Regions from separate parts of the Zea mays genome. Here all the other regions are linked to region 3. The links are chromatin contacts, called in public Hi-C maps. All regions are on one chromosome and are shown on one strand. Each heading gives the region's core, a stretch centred on a gene start, on an enhancer-like site or on the middle of the called end of the contact. The rest is flanking DNA. Distances are from core to core; before and after follow the strand shown.

Region 1 (4,224 bases), core at 1,131-3,630, 460 kb before region 3:
TCATTGTGAATAGTAAAACCTATATTTTCATTCGACCGAAAATACGTGGCTGAGGATTTCTATTTCTTTATGCAAATAAGTGTACACTTAAAATACTACTAACAATTATCGTTCCACACATATTAAAGCTAAATTAATTATAAACATTTCTAGTACGAAAACCACGGAAGTAGTGAATAGTGACCGTACTCATTTTTAAAATTATAAAATCATACACATGTTCAAAGTATTGTCGCGGGGTTCGACTTTGGTTACCCGTATACATAGCATCTCTAAAAATCATACACATGAATCGCCAAATCGCATCAACATTACAACAATAATTCATAAGATCAACAAAGTAATTCAAACATGATTTAGAAAATACATTAACGGGTTGGGGTTGTCTTCAACCTTGAGTGAACAGACGACGGCGAACGGCTCGAGCGCGCGATTAGACGAAGGCACAACGGAATCGACGAACGATGGACAACGCGTAGGCACGGGCGGAGCTCTGTTGAACGACAGACGGCGTGGACTGTCCGACAGACGGCGTGGACTGTCCGGCGATGGACAACGCGTAGGCACGGGCGGGGTGGCGGTGCACGGGGCATCGGTTCGTTGACAGCGAGTACTCGGCTCGGTCGTCGCGGCGCTTCGGTGTTCTTGGGCGTCGGTCGATCTTCGGGCTTGCAGCGCGGCGCGTTGGGCTCGGCGTGGGAGCTGTGCGCGGGTCTGGGCGCAGGGTGTCGGGCGCAGGAGCTCGGGCGTCCAGCACGTTGGGTCCAGCTCGCGGGCGCGGTCGGCTTCCGTGGCTGCGTGTCGATGCTTGAGCTTGGTCGCGGCGTCGGCTTGGGTGTGGTCGCGCGACTTCGGTCGGCCTCCTGTGCGCGGGCTTCCTGGTGGCGTGTGGGTGAGAGCAGAGGGAGGAGAGAGAAGGGAGTGGTGGGTGGCGGCGGCCAGGGAGGAGCCAGGGAAGTGGCGGCTAGGGTTAGCAGGAGAGCAGGGTGTGGTTTGATGGGCTAAACAGGACGGTAGGTTAGGTTAGTTAGTTTTTTTTGTTTTTTTCGAATTTCTCTTTTCTAATTTAAAATACACTTTTAAATAACTCTAAAATTTATAATGATTAATCCAAAAGTATTTATAAATAATATAGTTATTTTTGGACTGATTATATTATTTATTTACTAGGATTTAAGAAGAAATGTTATTCAATAACCAAAAAATCAACCATGCGCGATAAAAAAAATTACTCCAAATGAAATAAATAATAAACACTTCAATAAAAAATTTATTACCATAAATAACATTATTAACTAAATGTATTATTTTTATTTAATGATTTTCATAGTGTCACAGGTATTCCTGAACTACCCGAACTATTATATCGGTTTCATAAAAACACATACACCCTATTAAATTAGTATAAAAATATAGTTTGAATAATGATATATATGGACATATAAAACACAAGCAATCTACAATCACAAGCTATGCACAGTTACACATAATTATAAATGTACAAATTAATAATTAAGCATGACATAACTACATGACACGTGAAAGTTCGGGTAATTCGGGTATTTCGGGTACCCGATTGTGATACCCGAAATAAATTCGGATTTTGCAAGTTGCTACCCGAAATTCTCGAACAAAATTCGGGTTTCGGGTTCGGATTCGAGTATTCCGGGTTCGGGTTTCGGATTACGGGTTTTTTGCCCGGCCCTCCTTATACTCTCTCTCGGAGGAGGAGATAAAGAAAGCCACGGACAACGTTCTTGGATGCGGCGGCCATAGAATGGTCTACAGAGGAACCTTGTTGGACACCGGACGACGGCAAACAGGTCGCCATAAAGAAGTCCAAGCTGAAGGACGACGACAGCAAGCAGAGAGGAGTTCGTGAACGAGATCATCATCTTGGACGTAGATGTGCCGATGCTGGTGTACGAGTACGTTTCCAACGGCACCCTCTTCGAGTTCCTTCATGGCGCAGTCGACGGAAGCGGATCACCGGTCCCACTGGATCTTAGACTGAAGATCGCCACTGGATGAGGAACACAACGCGAAGGTGTCGGATTTCGGAGCGGCGTCAAGTCCATGGACAGGAACGATTTCATTGTGCTCATCCAGGGAACTCTGGGCTGAGAGCTTTGTCAGCCACCGTCTGAGCGACAAGAGTGATGTGTACAGCTTCGGGGTTGTGCTTCTGGAGCTGATTGATCACGAGAAAGAGAGCACTGTCTCACAGTTTCATACAGATGTTCCACCAGAAAGAGATCCAGGGCATTATGGCCAGCGAAATAGAAATAGTAGTGCGTGGTGAGATATGGGCTCACCGTGTCGCTGCCTGGGTGCCCCGGCCCGACAGATGCGCCCCTTCGGCCCTATTTCACCGTGACCTGCAACAAGACCTTCCAGCCACCAGCCCACCACGGCCCATGGTCGCCAAGGGAGCTCAGGTAGCTCAACGACGTCTCCCTGGAGCACGCGGTGAGATGCGCGCCTACACGGCGAGGTCAGCTACACGCCTACACCTGCTTTCACGTCCAATAGGACCATGCCGGAGAACTACATGCAACTGCAACATCATGCGTGTCATCGGCGGCTACATGCACAGCAACCCCAACATCATTGATGGAGGAGAAGCTACACCTACAGGCTACAGCTAGCTGCTAGGACTACTAGGAGAAGGGCCTAGCACTATAGCAGGCGCGGCGCATGGTCCGAGGTCGGACGAGGCAATGCTGCTTGGTGCTTGGCGCTGCCGCACTTGCTCGTTCTGCCCGTTCATTGCTCACGCAGTCAACTCCGGACGACGCTACTGTAGCTAGCCATAGCTAAGCAACTGCAAGCCGAATAGCCATGCAGAGTAGCCGGCCTTTTGCATTGCGTTGCATGTGCGTGGTGTGGTACTGGTGATCATACATTCATATCAACAATACCCCGCCGCGAGAGCCGAGAGCGAAGAGCCTTCTCTGCTCGAGCATGCCCAGCCCATGCGGCCATGCGTGACATCAGGAACGGCAATTATCTACTAGCCAGCCTGCGCTTTGTCTTTCTTTCTCTGCAGGCACAGGCAGACCTTTTTGTACTGTGTACTACTGTACAAATGACTGTACGAGCTTTTACCTTACGACTGTACGAGTACGTAGTGCCATTGCTCATTGCATGTCGTAAATGGTTCTTTTCGTGGTTTGGTTTCAAAAATAAACTATGGAGCAACAAATATTCGAGATGTCAGTCTCTTAGTAGACCGCTACCTAGCCTGCTTGTTTTTATAGGGCAATATATATGCCTTAAGTTACAATTCATGGAGGTTGTTATTACAATCCAAATAGGGTTACAATGTATATTACTACTATATTAGACGTATGATTTTTTTAGACAAATATAACCAACTCTACAACGAACTCTTATAAAAAGATAATTAAGGATATGTTCCTCACAAAGTAATCTAACATGCGGACATGCGGTGCATCACATGCAGTGCAGATGCTACTCTACCGCACGAAAAACCACGGGCCCTTTCTAACCATGCATGGCCTGTGGACTCTGGCACGCTGCAGGCAGGCAGCTGGCCCGGGGTGAAGGTGAATTTCTTTCCCAAGTTTTCTAGGGTCAAAGGTCTTGGGCAGGCAGGCAGGCGCCCATGGCGTGTAGTACGTGGCCGGCCGGGGCCTGCTGGATTGGAGGGCCCTGTACGTCTCTCTCTCTCTCTCTCTCTCTCTGCCAGTGTGTGTCTCTCTGGGCTTCTACCTTTGCGTGCGTGCGTGCGTGCCTGCCTGCTCGCGAGGTCAGGTGGTGCCTGCCTGCGAGGTGCGAGCTGCCGCTGCCGTGCTGGGATGAGCGAGCCACAGGTCACGTCAGTCGTCCTGTTGAAGCCTGTGCCGACTGCCGCGCATGTGCTCCACGCCTCCATCCGCCCATCCTCAGCTCTGATCCTCCCGATCGAGCTGGGTCTGGGTGTTCTGCGCTCTGGGCTCTGGATTAATGGCGAGTTCGGCGTCAGAGAGCATCGCGCCTCCTCGCGAGTGCCGCCAATGTCTGTCACATGTGTGAGTACGTAGTCCAGGGCGTGGCGTGGAGCCGACGTCGCAAACGACGCTACATGTTTGTGTTGGAGGATCCCATTCCAGTCCAGCCGGCGACGGCGAGGGGCGGCGAGCCATGTAGCCATCCCCCCGGCCGACAACGATGGACACAGGCAGCGATCGATCCATGGGCCCGGAAGTACCAGTAAAGGCT
Region 2 (4,949 bases), core at 972-3,471, 430 kb before region 3:
TCCAAACAGGTCCTTAAGATATGTTCAGACTACTTTATTTAGCTTATTTTTTAAGATAAGACAAGAACTAGCTTCAGTTTAGCAGAGCAGATTTGAGCAGTGATCCCAGCATCCGCAGGGCCTGCCGCACGTCTCCCCAGCAAGCGGAACCACTCCACTCCACGAGCCACGTCACGTCGCCCGCAGGCCGCAGCCAAGCGCGCGCTCCAGGTCAACCGGCGCCATTAATGTAATCGCCTGGCTGAGCACCCCTGTCAGCAGACAGGTCCAGCACCCATGTGGCCCGCTGTTACCATCACCACCCGACACACCTCGCCCGCTGTCAACCCTAGCCGCGCAACGTCAGCGGAACATGCCTCGGAATTCAGCGACAGAAGACCTCGACCGAGCAGAGTTGGAATGCAAGTTCGATTAGACTAGTTAATGACGTACTGCTGCTACTAGCAGCTCGTTAAACACTCTGTACAATGGCGAGTGATGCAACTAGGTCAACACGCACGTGCGTGACGCCGGCAACGGTCGTGTCAGAACAGGTCGAACCGGGTGTCCGGCGGCGGCTTCGGCTTCGACGCTCTCGTGCGCGCCGCGCTGCAGGACTGCGAGCGGTGCAGCGGGGAGCGCGACGCGGCGGGGACGACGGGCGGGCGGGAGGACCGGAGCAGCGCGAAGTTGAGCCCGCGGAAGAACGGGTGCGCCTTCACGTCGGCGGCGCCGCGCCGGGACCCCAACCGGTGGCGCGGGTCCTTGGCGAGGAGGCGGGCGATGAGGTCGCGCGCGTCGGCATCACCGGCGCCGGCAGCGGGGAAGGACAGCGGGCGGCGCGCGATGTTGCGGAGCGTGGCCTCGTTGTCGGCGCCCGCGAACGGGGTGCGCCCGTGCAGGAGCTCGTACAGGAACACGCCGAGCGCCCACCAGTCGACGGCCGCGCCGTGGGGCCCGCCGCGGGCCACCTCGGGCGCCACGTACTCGTGCGTGCCCACGAACGAGCACGACCGCGCCTCCACCGGCTCCGCCACCAGGGTCGTTGGCGGCCGCCGCGCCGAGGCGGCACGGCGGAGTCGCGCGCGCCGGCGGCGGAACAGGTGGTCCGGGAAGCAGGACGCCGCCGCCGCCTCGGGGGCGGCGCACGGCTCGAGCGACGGCGTCGACGTGCACTGCAGCGACAGGTCGAAGTCCGTGAGCATGATGTGGCCGTCCGCGCGGATCAGCACGTTCTCCGGCTTGAGGTCGCGGTACACGATGCCCATCATGTGCAGGTACTCCAGCGCCAGCAACACCTCCGCCGCGTAGAACCTGCACCCACCGCAACGACCGTAAATACAAAAAAGACGACGACGTATCTGTAGGCTGTAGCACTCCACTAGCACTAGCACTAGTACTAGGCTAGGCTTGCGCTCACCGAGCTGACGGGAGCGGGAAGCGGCGGTTGGGCATGCGGTGGCGGAGCGAGTGGAGGTCCCCGCCGGGGCAGAACTCCGTGACGACGCAGGAGAAGTGCGGCGCGGCGTCGAAGTCGGCGAAGAGCGTGGGCAGGAACGGATGGTCCAGCGCCCGCAGGATCCGCCGCTCCGCCGCCGCGTGCTCCAGCTTCTTCTTCGCGGCCGCCACGCGCCGGTCCACCACCTTCATCGCGTACAGGCAGCAGACGGGCGCGGGCGCGGGTGGCGCCCTGAGGCGGCACAGGTACACGGTGCCGACGTCGCCGCCGCCCACGCGGCGCAGCAGCCTGAAGTCCCGCGGCCCCAGCGGCGCCGCGGCCGACGCCGACGCCGCGCGGATCGCCGCCCACGCCGCGTCCCCTGCCCGGTGCGGCCGCGCCGGCGCTGGCGCCGGCGATGACGCGGCCGCGGCCGCCGCCGCCGCCGAGGAAGAGGACAGGGCCGCGGACGGAGAGCAGTCGAAGGAGAGGCGGGACAGGCTGGAGCAGCGCGGCAGGCTGGCGGCGCTGCTGGCCGAGCTGAGGCTCGAGTTGGGCGCCGCCGTCGACGACGCCGTCGTGTCGGCGTCCGACAGCCGCTCCTCCCCCGCCGGTGGTGGCGGCGGCGGCGTCACCTCGGTCACCGTCTTGTTCCCGAGCGCCGGGGGGACGCGCACCGCGGCGTCCATGGCTGGCACTGGCGGGCAGGCGGCAGCTCCGCTCGGTTGTCTCGTGCGCTCGCGGCACGGCGTGTGTTTGCGTGAGTGAGGAGGACTCGCTTGCCGTGTCTCCGAGCGAGGACGAGGAGTGAGGTTTCCGGCGGTCGCGGCGTGCGGACAAGGGAGTTGGTGGCGCGGGCGCTTTATAATTATACCAGCGGCGACCTCAGCCCAGTAGCCTACAGACTCGTGGTTGTGCTGTGCCTTGGCTAGTCGTGTAAAACGGAGGGGCAGATCCGTCAATCCGCCGCGCCGCAGGCTTTTATTACTGCGAGCATGGATGGCAGCGTCCGCGTGGAAGCAGGCAAGTCAAAGTCAAAGCGGAGTTGCAGTTGCTACTTGCTAGTAGACGGGTAGGGTCGTGATGTATGCACAGGAGCCGTTATGGAGAGGTCGCTTTTTACTGTAAGTTTTTACTGTAAAATATTTTTGACTCTATAAGATTCGAAAACCCTCCTTTTAAACATATGGATCTTATTTTAAAACTATTTTAAAATTCAGGCGTAGGGAGAGGTCGCTTTTTAAACTTGGCCAGCCACACATGGGCGTTGCGTAAACCCGGCTTGAGATATTGAGAAGACAGGAGAGAGAACCTAGCTAGTGCTAATTAAGCACGAGGTGGGCATGGTTAGGCAGGGATTAAGCAGGTGGTTCAGTGGTTTATTCTAGCATGGTTTGTAAGCTAACTTAACTGGTAACTTTGTCGGGGACGGCAACGACGGCAGCGCCGTGAAAAGTCCACATTCCGGCCGGTGTCGCCGGCTCGCCGCCGTGAACCGCAAGGAAGGAAGGCAGCGTTGCGTGGCCCGCCCGATTCCCCTGGCACGGTTCTCACGGTGGCGTAGGGGCCGGTCAAAAGCGTCGCATTTTTTCTCTCTATCTCTCTCTCTCTTCAAACCGCGCCTGGTGCTGCTGAGCTTCCACTGGCAGTACGTACTAGTACAGTACTGCAGAGAAAACGGGAACCAACAGTGCAAGAAAATGTCAAAGAACCACGCAGAATGTACGCGCCGATGCATGTGATTGGTGCCTGTCTTCTCCAGGATACAAGCTCCTAGTAGTCCACTACTACTGGGAGCATGATCACTGGCGTCAAATTTGCAGCACACTCCAAAGACAGGGACAACGAACCCTAGTTTTCTTGCCCCACGAGGCCAGGAGCTTAATAGATCGCATCACGTTTGTTGTTTGGCTTTAATCTATACTGATTTCTACAATATTTTATTTGTATAGATTACAGTTGTAACAGTCTAAACAACTGGCTTTAATATGTAGCATTGTCAATCTACCGAATGGTAGGTTGATACATGGGCCAATATTAATGTGAATGCTAACATATATTTGTTTCCTTCCTACACGACGTACGTGACGCGTGCTTCTGTTTCAATGTGTCTGTGAAACGGCGTTGATCCTGTTAGAGAGTTATGTAAACGAGACACAGAGATGTAGAGAGAAAGTGACAGTCACTGTTATTATTGCAGGGGGAGGCCCTGTTTATATACATATGGAGGGGTATATCCCCAAGGGGTGTGTCCCTTGAAGAGTAGTCGTCGAGCCTCTTGGATTGGTCACAATGTTTGTAACATATTTTGTAACACTCTCCCTTGATCAATCCAAGTCCATTTGACCATTTGTCAGTTGTCTTCAAATATATTATCTCCTCAAAAACCATGTGACAAAAATAAGAAGTACACAATGTCTTTTCGATTATGAGTAAATCTCACTTTGAACTCCAAAATAAAATATGTTGGTAATCATCATTCCTAAAAAACCCCTGTGGGGGAAAATCAATGATGAAGCATATAGCTTAGTTGATATTACCTCGTTAAAAACTTTGGATGAGAAAACCTCTACAAGTCAAAACTAATACAAAGAAAAGAGTGTAATATGATGGTACAAAACAGGTCAAATATCACGGAGAATTACTCCCACTGATCCTTGCAAGCACTTAAGTCTTCTCATACCAATCCACTCAACACATTTTTAAAACGTGGAGTATGGTAGAGATTTTGTGAATAGATCAGCAAGATTATCATAGGACTTTATTTGCAAGATGTTTATATCTCCATTATCCTGAAGTTCATGGGGATAAAACAGTTTAGGAGCAATATGTTTATTAATGTTGCTCTTGATATAACATGTTTCCATCTGAACAACACAAGCTTAATTATCTATATAGATAATGGTCGGTGGTTCAATTGAACCATGGTACGACATTGTTCTCCAATGGACCTCTAGCCCAAAGAACAATAATATGTCTAAAGTCATCATCTCAAAACCCCCCGTGGGAAAAATAACTGATGAGACATATAACTCAAGCTAATATTTCTCTAAGACAATCTTGTCAGAAAATCTGATAAATCAACATATCAGCTGAGTCTCCTTAAAACCCCAGTGGGAAAAATAAGGAGAGTAGTCATACTCTATTGTTGATCCATTTGAACTCAACTCATAACCTAGTTCAAATATAACAATAGCTATGTCATGATGTATCATCCTCAAAAACCGCTAGGGAAAAATAGATGATACGACATAAGCCTTATGTTGATGTTGCCTTGTTAAAAACTTTGAATGAGAAACCCAATCAAGGGAAAACTCATGCAAAGAAAAGAGTACAACATGATGTATAGACAAGTTCTTCCGATCAAAAGGGAAACTTCCCCTGATCTTTGCAAATCACTAAGTCATCCCATACATGCTCTCAAACACATTTAAAATGTGGAGTAAGATAGAGACTTAGTTTGTAACTTGTTTTCATCTAAACAACACAAAGTAATATTATCTTCATAGATAATAAGGTCAGTGATAGAAAA
Region 3 (4,791 bases), core at 248-2,747:
CCGTTGATCCAACGACTCATGATACTTGATACCCTTTCGGTCGATACAACTTTGCTAAAGAGTTCATGCGGAGTTGCCTAATCAACCCGCCATCCATAAACAGTTAGAAGAATTTAATTTAGGTCCCCAAAAACTTGCAGTTTGACCCCTTAGCTCCTATGGAATAGTATCCACCGTCCATACAGAATAAAAAGGATTATATAAAATAAATAAAGTTTATTATTATTAGTGCAAGAATTAATATCAAAACAATCTAAAAACTTAGAAAATCCATAACTAATTCATTTTAGCTTCGTTTTTAGTGGTTCTCGTCTACGATCTCAAAGCGACACATAGAATATTTTGTTATTGTGTTTCGGTGTAATGTTATCATATCCATTATTTGTTCATTTGTTTGTATTTGTACGAATATAAGTGAGGTCGCGAGGAACCTAAAGCTCAACTTGGAGAAGTACCTGAAGTTTGCACCAAAAAGACAAGTTGTGCCATTGAACACTTTCTTTACCTAATAATGTTTATGTTACCGTGATCCAACCACATCCTCTCCAATCCACCCTGCAGCACCCGCTCGCTTCCCTCGCCGGCTCAAACGCAGCAACCACCGCGCCGCTCAGCATTAGCAGCACTGCGCCCGCCCACGCCCCCACTCGCAGGAACAAGCCCCACTGGACACACGTGTCGTTCGCCCAAGTCTCTATGGACCCATATAAATACATCGACTATGATGACTGAGAGGAGGGGAGGTTCGCCGGGTGACATCTGGATTATCGCTAATGATATTTTATGATTGTAATGAGATATATGAGAAGAATTTATTGGTACGTGTGCGGAAGATGAAAAATTAGAAAATAAACAAAACAACATAGAAATTTAGAGGACCGCTCCGGATAGGCTCAGCCAAATGTACGTAGCGGCGGCCACGGCGGGCGGCTCTAGATGCCCAGACGACCCGTCCCGTCCGTCGGTCGGTCGGTCGGCCCCTCCTCCAGTCCGCCGCTGCGCTGCATGGCGCGCACTGGCACTACGCACTAGTACACAGGCAGGCGTCACGTCCCGTCGTGTCGGCACGGCACGGCACCGCCTCGTGGCTGGGGGCGCTGGCCGCTGGGCAGTGGGCCGGTAATAAAAAGTAAAAACCGTCAACGGCCGTCCCGCCGAGCAAGAGCATGGCTGCTGCACCGCACTTGCACTTGCAGTCTGTGCATGGGATGATGGGTGGGCAGGCAGGAATCCTCGTACCGCGAGCGAGACACACGGAGACGAAGGTGTGGGATGGCTGCTTCAGCTGCTGTTTCAAAGATGATCACAGCGTGTGCGTAAGGTGTACCAAAGCGTCCACTTGCGACGCTTTCTCCAAAACAACCCACATGGATCCTGGTTTACTTCTTGGAGGAAGAGGATCCAGCCAGTCAAAGCTCAAAACCTTCCAAAGCCACACACTACAGATTCATCTTCAGGTAAAATATATAAAGAGGGGATAAAGGGGGAAGAGATAGATATAGATCTAACCTTTTTTCCAGATATTTTTTTTACTGTCCCTCCCTCTCTCTCACTCTCTTTGCTATTCTCGGCTCCCCCGTAAACCAAAAGGGGGAAAATAGAGAGAGAAGGGGAACGAAAGCAAGCAAGGAGCACCGCACCACGCCACTCCAGTACTCCACTCCACTCTCGTCCCCTCCTCGATCCAGCCATGGCGGCCTAGCCCCCCCCCCTCCCCTAGGGTTCTCTGCCAGCCCCCACCCACCCAGGCGCCTCTTGCCGCTCCCACCCGGTGGTCGCGCTGCCCGCGTCGAATGGGAGGCCACCCGGCGCTCGGAGTCGGGCGTGACCGCGCGCTGCCGGAGGTTCCCTGAGCTCGGCGGCGGCGGGAGCGTGGCTGGTCCGGAGCGCGCCGCGCGTGCAATGGGAGGTTCGAGTGGGGTTCCTGCGAGCCGCCGCGGCGGTCTCGGTTCTGCGAGCGCGTGGCCCATGCTTCGCGAAGGGTAGGGTTGTCTGTCTGTCTAGCTAGCTGCTAGCTGCTTGGTCTGATGAGCTCAGCTCCGGCGCCCCGCCTCGGCTTCCCCGCGCGCTTGCTCCGTCGGCTGCCCAGAACCCAGCTTGCCCGCTCCGGCGCTTCTCTTCGCTTCTTCGGGGAAAGGTTGGAGCTTTGAGGTGGTGCGGGTGCTCAGCCGAGGACTCCGGGCGATGACGCCCGCAGTGGCGCGCGTTTGCCGCGACAGTCCTGGGTTCGGGTAGCGAGTTCCTCGAGCGGATTTGGCTGCTGCTGCGTCCTGCGTGGGAAGGGGAGGCGGCGGCGGCGGCAGCAGCAGAGGAAGGGGAACGGTTGCTCTGAAGCGGAGGGGGAGCGGGCTGACATTGCTTCTGGGAGCATGGCGAGCTTCTAAGGACGCGCAGCTCCCGCAGCCCAGCCATTCTCATCGCCGCACCTTGGTGTTCTTGCCCCCAGGTCGTACTGGTTGGTGGGAGGGAACATGAACCTCTCCCCGCCCAAGATGTCGGAGCCATCACCTGAAAGTGACGGTACATCTCGCATCACGGTTTCAGCATTGATTCGGTCCAGAACTTCTCAGCTTGGGTTACTCTCGGCATGGTTTTGCGGATTATGGGCTGCTGTCATTGTGCAATGTGCATTGATGTTCCCAAACAAATAAGCAAAAATGGCTTGCTCAGTTGCTCTTTGTGTATGCATGATGACATTCGTTCATATTCTTCACTTACTTGCACAACCAAAAGAAAAGTTCGGGCATTGCTCAGCTTCACTCATGGTTCACATGTTCTACATGTTATATTCACTGAACCCCCTCTTGTCTGTAGCCAAGCACGGATAGTAGTCTCACATGAACTCTGCTTTCTGGTGGCTTCCTGTTCCACTCATGTGTGCTTGGCATTTTGCAGGGGAACAAAGGTGTCTGAACTCAGAGCTATGGCATGCATGCGCAGGGCCCCTTGTGTCCCTGCCTGTGGTTGGGAGCCGGGTCGTCTACTTTCCTCAGGGCCATAGTGAGCAGGTCGGTCACTCAGCAGTATCTTTGAATAAACTAGATACGTCCGAGTTTGTTGACTGGAGAGTTGAGACTATCAGGTTTTTGCAGATGAGGAACAAAAAAAAGAATCACTTGAGCTGCTACCCTTCTGATTCTTTACATTGCATACGTTAAATGGATCGACTAAACATAACACTTACGGAAAATTCAACTGAAAAATCACTTTGCCCAACTATACACATAAAGGTTTCCTGTGTTCAGAAAATCAATCTTGTTCAGAGATTGTTATCACTTTAAGTCACTTTTTTTAAACTCCGTCTAGTTTTGTACAGGTTAATGAAATTATTTGTAGAGATTCACTTGATCTCGTGCCTTTGTGCTTAAGAGGTTCTTTTGTTTGTTTCTATTTTCATGCAGGTTGCTGCATCAACTAATAAAGAAGTTGATGCTCAAATCCCAAACTATCCAAACCTACCTCCACAGTTAATATGCCAGCTTCATAATGTCACAATGCATGTGAGTTCAAACTTAATGGACCATTGCCTAGTCTTTAAGAAGCATTATGAAATAATTTCTTTGTTATTCAGGCTGATGCAGAGACTGAAGAGGTGTATGCCCAAATGACACTGCAACCATTGAGCCCGGTATTTTACCAATCACCACTTAGCTCTATGCTTGTAACCTGGATTCTCATGAAAGGTTCTTCCAAATGGTATTACAATGCCTGTACATTCATCAAGTGATTCCATGTACAGGAAGAGCAAAAGGATCCTTTTCTTCCAATTGAATTGGGTGCTGGTAGCAAGCAGCCAACCAATTACTTCTGCAAGACGTTGACTGCAAGTGATACGAGTACCCATGGTGGATTCTCTGTTCCGCGCCGAGCAGCTGAGAAAGTCTTCCCTCCATTGGTTTGTTTTTTAAGATCTTTTCAACTGAAGATTAAGTTTTTTAAGCTTGACAGATTTATAATAAATGATTATGTGTTTTTTCCTTGGAAAAACTAATGCATTCGACCATCTGCAGGATTTTTCACAACAGCCTCCAGTGCAAGAGCTGGTTGCAAGAGATCTGCATGATAATGAATGGAAATTTCGTCATATTTTTCGTGGTATGTACTTAAATTATGGTCGCAAAATGGAGAAATGACGCAGTTTGATTATTGAACAAGTGGAATGGAACTTTAGTATCAATAACAAGGGAGAACAAATGTTACTGTGCATGAGCGGCTTTCACTAATCTCAACTGTCTGTTTCTTTCTGCCTAAATACCAAGGTTCAGCTAGGCGCTAGGCGGAATCTAGGCGGTGACCCATTGCCTAGCGCCTAGTCGGGAGTGTTATAAATGAATGCGACACAAATAGGATCAATCACAGAGAAGACACAGATTTAACGTGGAAAACCCCTCCAAAGTGAAGGGGAAAAAACCACGGGCGCCGGCCGGCAACTTCTCACTATTTTTGGGTGGTTACAGATCGCAGGAGATTTACAATTGAGATGGATATCTCCTGCGGCTTACAAAGATATTTATAGAGGTGAAACCCTAAAACGATCCGTACCGCGGGGGGCTCCGCCCCCCGCACCCTTCTTCAGAATTTGGATCACAAACTCAACAGGGAGTACTCGGTCTTAGGCGCTTCTAGGCGCTTTTCTAGGCGTTTTGGCAATATAGCCATAAATTATATATATATTATGTATATAACTATATATACGTATATAACTACTATATATGACTATATGAGTCACAGTAAGTATAAAAAGAAGGCCAGTAGACATATCTGATTCCTAGCTGAGCTTACTCTTGCATG

The links. A called contact is a pair of places that touch in the nucleus more often than the background predicts.
Region 1: a contact with region 3 is called in a Hi-C map of leaf, with 5 times the contacts expected there. The contact joins the enhancer-like site here to the promoter of LOC103640601 in region 3. A contact is called at or near these places in 2 of 25 Hi-C or Micro-C datasets (ear and leaf).
Region 2: a Hi-C map of endosperm shows a contact between it and region 3, with 8 times the contacts expected there. The contact joins the promoter of LOC100125650 here to the promoter of LOC103640601 in region 3. A contact is called at or near these places in 2 of 25 Hi-C or Micro-C datasets (bundle sheath and endosperm).

The regions. Positions count from the first base shown.
Region 1 is chr1:177,968,812-177,973,035 of Zm-B73-REFERENCE-NAM-5.0, reverse strand. No RefSeq gene overlaps it. Among protein-coding and RNA genes, the nearest start is that of LOC100125650, 30 kb to the right of the region's middle. Within about 2 kb of position 2,380, at least 17 of the 20 cell types and tissues checked have an H3K27ac peak or open chromatin away from gene starts, as enhancers often do. A contact at or near this core is called in ear and leaf, where this site is marked.
Region 2 is chr1:177,937,839-177,942,787 of Zm-B73-REFERENCE-NAM-5.0, reverse strand. It overlaps LOC100125650 (barren inflorescence 2), which reads right to left and starts at 2,221. Exons shown (of 2, transcript NM_001112581.1): 1 at 1,400-2,221; 2 at 465-1,293. The coding sequence starts at 2,106. The coding sequence ends at 525.
Region 3 is chr1:177,508,634-177,513,424 of Zm-B73-REFERENCE-NAM-5.0, reverse strand. LOC103640601 (auxin response factor 25) reads left to right here and starts at 1,497. Exons shown (of 14, transcript XM_008663839.2): 1 at 1,497-2,520; 2 at 2,896-3,008; 3 at 3,402-3,500; 4 at 3,572-3,628; 5 at 3,740-3,895; 6 at 4,011-4,095. The coding sequence starts at 2,472.